Linked DNA regions of Sus scrofa: region 1 is linked to region 2. The links are chromatin contacts, called in public Hi-C maps. All regions are on one chromosome and are shown on one strand. The core of a region is the stretch at or near the end of the contact, and the rest is flanking DNA. Distances in the headings are between cores, read along the strand shown.

Evidence for each region. A called contact is a pair of places that touch in the nucleus more often than the background predicts.
Region 1: a Hi-C map of fetal heart ventricle shows a contact between it and region 2, with 2.4 times the contacts expected there. The contact joins two enhancer-like sites. A contact is called at or near these places in 2 of 47 Hi-C or Micro-C datasets (fetal heart ventricle and heart right ventricle).

Annotation. Positions count from the first base shown.
Region 1 is chr14:124,323,427-124,326,126 of Sscrofa11.1, reverse strand. No RefSeq gene overlaps it. Among named protein-coding and RNA genes, the nearest start is that of ADRB1, 76 kb to the left of the region's middle. Within about 2 kb of position 1,251, at least 3 of the 83 cell types and tissues checked have an H3K27ac peak or open chromatin away from gene starts, as enhancers often do.
Region 2 is chr14:124,126,928-124,129,627 of Sscrofa11.1, reverse strand. No RefSeq gene overlaps it. Among named protein-coding and RNA genes, the nearest start is that of DCLRE1A, 34 kb to the left of the region's middle. Within about 2 kb of position 1,252, at least 12 of the 83 cell types and tissues checked have an H3K27ac peak or open chromatin away from gene starts, as enhancers often do.

The DNA.
Region 1 (2,700 bases), core at 2-2,501, 200 kb before region 2:
GGGGAAATTATTCTCCTTAATCTGTATCTTTTGGCAGTGATGACTAACCCAGACTTCACAATGGGCTTGTGCCCAAGGCCCAGGCAATCAGCACGTTCCTTTCCCTCTGGGTTCAGGGATGGGGTCTTGGTCAGGAGTCAGACACAGGGAACAGAACAGGAATGACTTGGCCGTTTTTAAGCAGAAAGATACGGAATGCAGGAAAACAGGTGCTCATGACATCCCTGGAAAAGTGGGCTGGGTCTCCAGGAAAGAAGCTTTTTGCCCACCAGGGACCAAGGTGGAGAGAGAAGAGCACACCTCTCTTCCTGGCCCGGAGTCATCCCATTCAAGAATATACCCAGCTGCTACAATCCAGGCCTCGGAAGCTTCTGGACACCCATGAACCTGGAGATTGTACCTGAGACTTTGGCCAGGAACCAAGAGCACCCTTCACGGCTGCCTTCCACATCTCACGCTAGGACATCTGATGAATGGAACCTAATTTGCATGTGAACCCTAGCTCAGTGGGGCTGAGGATGTAGATTTCCATTCTGCAACCTTTGCAGCCCAGGGAGGGATGAGAATGGGCTCTGAGGGCTGGCGCACCTGCCACCCCAGATGGGTGCATTGCTCTTGAGCAACAAGAGTTTGGCCAACAAGGAGGGAAGAGAAACTCTGTTTCCTGCCAGATGTGAGCATCAGAAGAAGTAGGTTAGGAGCTACGTGATGCCATCTTGACATCATATAAGGTCTGAGAATGAAGCCGCTCTGAGGTGGAGAATAGAGCCAATTTGAACCATCAGGAAAAGTCAGGTGGGATTTCCTGTTGTGGCTCAGCGGTAACAACCCTAACTAGTGTTCATGAAGATGCAGGTTTGATCCCTGGCCCCGCCCAGCGGGTTGCCCTGAGCTGCGGGGTAGGTGGTAGACTTGGTTTGGATCCTGAGTTGCTGTGGCTGTGGTGTAGGCAGGCAGCTGTAGCTCCAATTCAACCCCTAACCTGGGAATTTCCTTATGCCACTGGTGAGGCCCTAAAAAGGAAAAAGAAAGAAAGATCAGAGGGCAATGGAAGATCCAGAGAGGGCAGGCCACAAATTCAAGGTCACACTACATTGGGGGTGGAGCTGGATCTCAGACCACCCTCCACCTGACTCCCAGTGTGGGCCTTTCCCCATCATATGATCCTTGACCTCCTCAGAACCTGCCATCCCTCCCTCCCCCACCCCCCGGCCCCAGCAGCACTGCTCCCTTACCCTCTGCAGCTGGCAGGGTTCCACAGCCCCTGTTTATTAAAGGAGCTGATGGGTCTGACCCTGCTGAGCAAGCAGAGCTCCCATAGGTGGGATCTAGCAGGAAAGCACTCGGAACTCACTTTCCCTGCAGACCGGGTAGAGCCCAATGTGTGTGAATAACTCATAACCGGAGCCTGGCTAGTGAGGAGCTCAGAGCTGGCTTTGAAAACACCCTAGGGGTTCTCTCTGAGTGGCACACTGAAATGTGACCACACCGGTTCAGGCTATTTTAAGCCTCGGAAATCAAGGGAGGTGAGGTGGGGTGAACCAGCAGGCTGGGAGAGCAGATGAGTTCCAGGCCAGCTTTCTCCATGCCTGCAAGGTCACCTTCCCCTGTCAACAGTGATCTTGCTTTCCTCTCCCCTCTTCTCCCTGGAAGAGTGGGAAGGAAGGACAGTTCTGACCCCAGGGGTGGACATGGGGGTGGTGGTTGGAGGGAGTGGGGGCGGGGGCAGGAGCGCCTTGGTGAATAAGATGGGCGAAGGTGTTGTCTGCCAGGTCCCAAGTGCTTCCCCTTACATTTACTTATTTATTTGTTTTTGATTTTTGATTTTTTTTCCCTTGTCTTTTTAGGGTTGCGCTTGCGGCAGATGTAGGTTCCCAGGCTAGGGGTCTAATTGGAGCTACAGCTCCTGGCCACACCACAGCCACAGCAATGCCAGATCTGGGCCACATCTATGACCTATACCACAGCTCACAGCAACACCAGATCCCCAACCCTCTGAATGAGGCCAGGGATCGAACCCGCAACCTCATGGTTCCTAGTGAAATTGTTTCCTCTGCGCCATGATGGGAACTCCACATTTAGTTATTTATATTAATTTCTTAAATCCTCACAAAAACACTTCAAGCTGCATACACCTGTTATCTCCATTTGTCACAGGAAGAAACCGTCTGAGAGAAAATAAGAAGCTTTCCCAAGGGCCCAAGGTGACCCAGAAGAACTGAGATTTGAACTGGGTGGGTCTGCATCCCTAGTTACTATGCCCTGTAGTCTCAAACCCAATCATAATCAGAGCTACCCTTACCTACACATAGGTTCCTTTCGCTTCCTCCCAACAGCTCTGGAAGTTCCATCTTGTAAGTTTCATTTTTCAGATTGGGAACCTGAAGCTCAAAGAGCTTAAGGAATCTTCCCAAGGGCACTCAAAGACATACAGATGGATACAGCAGTGCCAGGACTGACCCCAGTCTTCTCCCTCCATGGCCTGGTCTGACCTTTATACTGTGCCAGCCTTAGTTTTCAGGAACGATGACACAGATTCTTGTAGGACACTTCCTCTGATCCCTCTTCATCTGATGCTAAAGAAGCAGGGGTTCTCAAAGTTTGGGTGACTTGCCCCAGGTTCACTGCAAACAAACCCAGACTCTGGACTCTTCGGCAATGTGTATGCAAACTCTATCTCCCAACTCACGTTATAATTTC
Region 2 (2,700 bases), core at 3-2,502:
CCAGAAGCCAATAGCAACAGACCAGCCCATCAGTCAGTGAATGAAAGGTGGGTGAGCAGAGCTCATTCTTTCTTCAGGATTCTCAGGGCATAGTGAACACATAGGAGCAGAACACATCCACAGATGCAGATTATTCATTTTGATAAGCAAGGTGTCAATGCAGGCAACTGCTAAGACCCGTGTATTATAGCAGCTGCCAACAACGACTTACAGTTTAAAACCGCGGTGTCCACATTCAGCCTAGAGACGCAGTACAGTAGCAGGTTGGCAGATCTATGGAAACTCCTCTGTAATTCTGTTGGTTAATAACACATGGCAGTGCCCGCTCCTCCCCTACTCTTGGAATAAATGGATGATCCAAAGGCATCAACGAGAAGGATATGGCTGAAGGTTTGGGGTGGCTTTGGGGAGAATTAGAAGTTGAGTGACCCTGAGGAAGTACTCACTTATTTCCTACTTGTGGGAGAAAATTTTGCATCCTGTTCCCTTCCATATACACAGGATTCCCTCTGTAGGCTTAAGGCAGCCAGGTTCCCAGACAGAACCTGGGCTTAATTCCTTAGAAGGCAAAGCAAGACCAGTGTCGATGCAGAGGTCTGACCCCCAGTGGGAGCACAAGAGGACAGAGCTATTCTGCTTTGGGGAAAAAAAAAAGAGTGATTTTTTAAAGTTCCATTCTTTTCTCACTCTATGTGTCTCCCTTTCTCTCTCAATCACTCTCTGGAGATGGCTTTTCAACTGCAAGTTAGATGGATCCAAACACACCAGCATGCAACCCCCCCTGATAATTGTTCAACTATGCTGGCAACTCCTATCTTTCCCAACAGCTAAATGTTCAAAGGATAATAAGCATTACCCTCTGTTTATCCCTAAAGAAGTCCATGGAGACAATTTTTCATCATTTCCTGGCTTGGTGAGAGAGGATGTTGCTAACCAACTGCCATTTTACTGGTCAGCGTTCAGTGTCAAGACTACAGGGCAGCTGGTTTTCTTCACCGATAAAAGAATGAAAGACCTTGCTTGTAAATAGCTTTGTCTGTGTTAGCAACCTCTTAAGTTTGTCTTGCTACCCTTCCATACCCCAACCGCTACTTCAAAAGCTCTGCTGTTCTTAGGCTGTGAGTTACCCTGGTGACTAATCTTGCTAATCCGTTCCTGGAGGCTGTCTTTGTGGCAGAGTCTTAGCGCCTGCTTGTGTTGGCTTTGAGTCTGGTGGGACACCGGTGACCCTGTGGACATTGCATGTTTGCCTGTTCCTGGTAATGGGTGTGTTTGCGTGGACTGGATGGGGAGGAAGGGCTTCCTTGGTCAGAGCTGAGCAGGGGTGTGCTACTGAATTTCTCCACCACTTTGCACACTCCTGGCGTATTCATCCTAAAAATAAGAAAGGTAATGTATTCCCAGATAATGCCAAGCCTGCAGACAGCAGTCTCTCAGCTTTTTGGAGGTTCTGAGTCTCACCTGTTAAGTTCCGCTAGCAGTTGATTCTTTCTACCTATTCCATCTTCTTAAAAATAGTCACCTGGCAGACTTTGCAACAGCTTGTGGAAAAGGAGGTTGAAGAGCGGAAGAAGAAAAGAACAGGGTGCCTAAGGGAGCCAGAAAGGAGGGAAGAAGAGGAGGAGGGAGAGAAGAGACGGGGGAACGGGAAATGGAGGAGGAGGAGGGAGAGGGAGGAGGTGGACGAAGAAGAGGAGGAGAGAGAAGAGGAAAAGGAAGAAGAAGAACAGGAGTGGGGAGGAGGAAGGGGGGTAGGGAGAACAGGAAGGAGAAGGCAACAGATGATGAAATTAGACCTTTTTTTTTTTTTTTTTTTTTTTTTTTGAAACAAAGCATTTGCCTTTATCTCTTCTGAGGCATCCAGAAACTTCCCACAGTGGAATGTTCACTTCAGTCACAGAGGGACTTTTTAACTCCTCACGGGTTTCTTTCTGAGCTTAGACAGAGATCGCCGAGATAGCAGCTTAATAAATGGGTGAGAATAGTGAAAACAGCTCTTCTTCATTCCAGAATTCCTCAGAGCATGATCTGTGCGCATGTCTCAGAATCACCTGGGGCCCTAGTTGTTTTTTTTTTTTTTTTTTTTTTTTTAAAGAGACAATTTCTTGGATTCAAATCAGTATCTTCAAGGGAGATGGGGTCTGGGAATTTACAATTTGCAGGAATTCTTGCTTTTGTATTGAAAGAGGAAAGACAGAGATGATTCTTGCTGCCACCAAAAATTCGTGAATCACTGCTTTAATCCATAGGACTCTGTTTTTTTCCCTGTAAAGGATAAAATTTAAGTTTTTTAGCACTTGCATCATCAGCCAAGAAATGTGGGTGTTGCTTAGCTTGAAGCGTCCTGAAACATTAAAGAAATATGTGTGTACAAATATTGAAGGAGAAAACAGTTGCTGCATTGCTATGACACATAGTCAGATATCACAGAAGATACCAGCATGATAAATTACGAAAAGAAAATGAATTAGGGAGCTCATCTGCTGCTGGCTTAAGAATCTAAGGACTGTGTATAGAGAAAAAGATGACCCACCTGAAAGCAAAGTTGAATGAGGAAGTGGCTTCATAAGGGATCTCATTGCAGACTGTACTGCAGTGAATTTTTAGCATAAGCTTCCTTCTCTCCAGGTCAGAAGCACTCTGCCTCACAGTAGTGGGTACAACAGCTCATTACCCACAGTTTTGCATGTTGTAGGACCA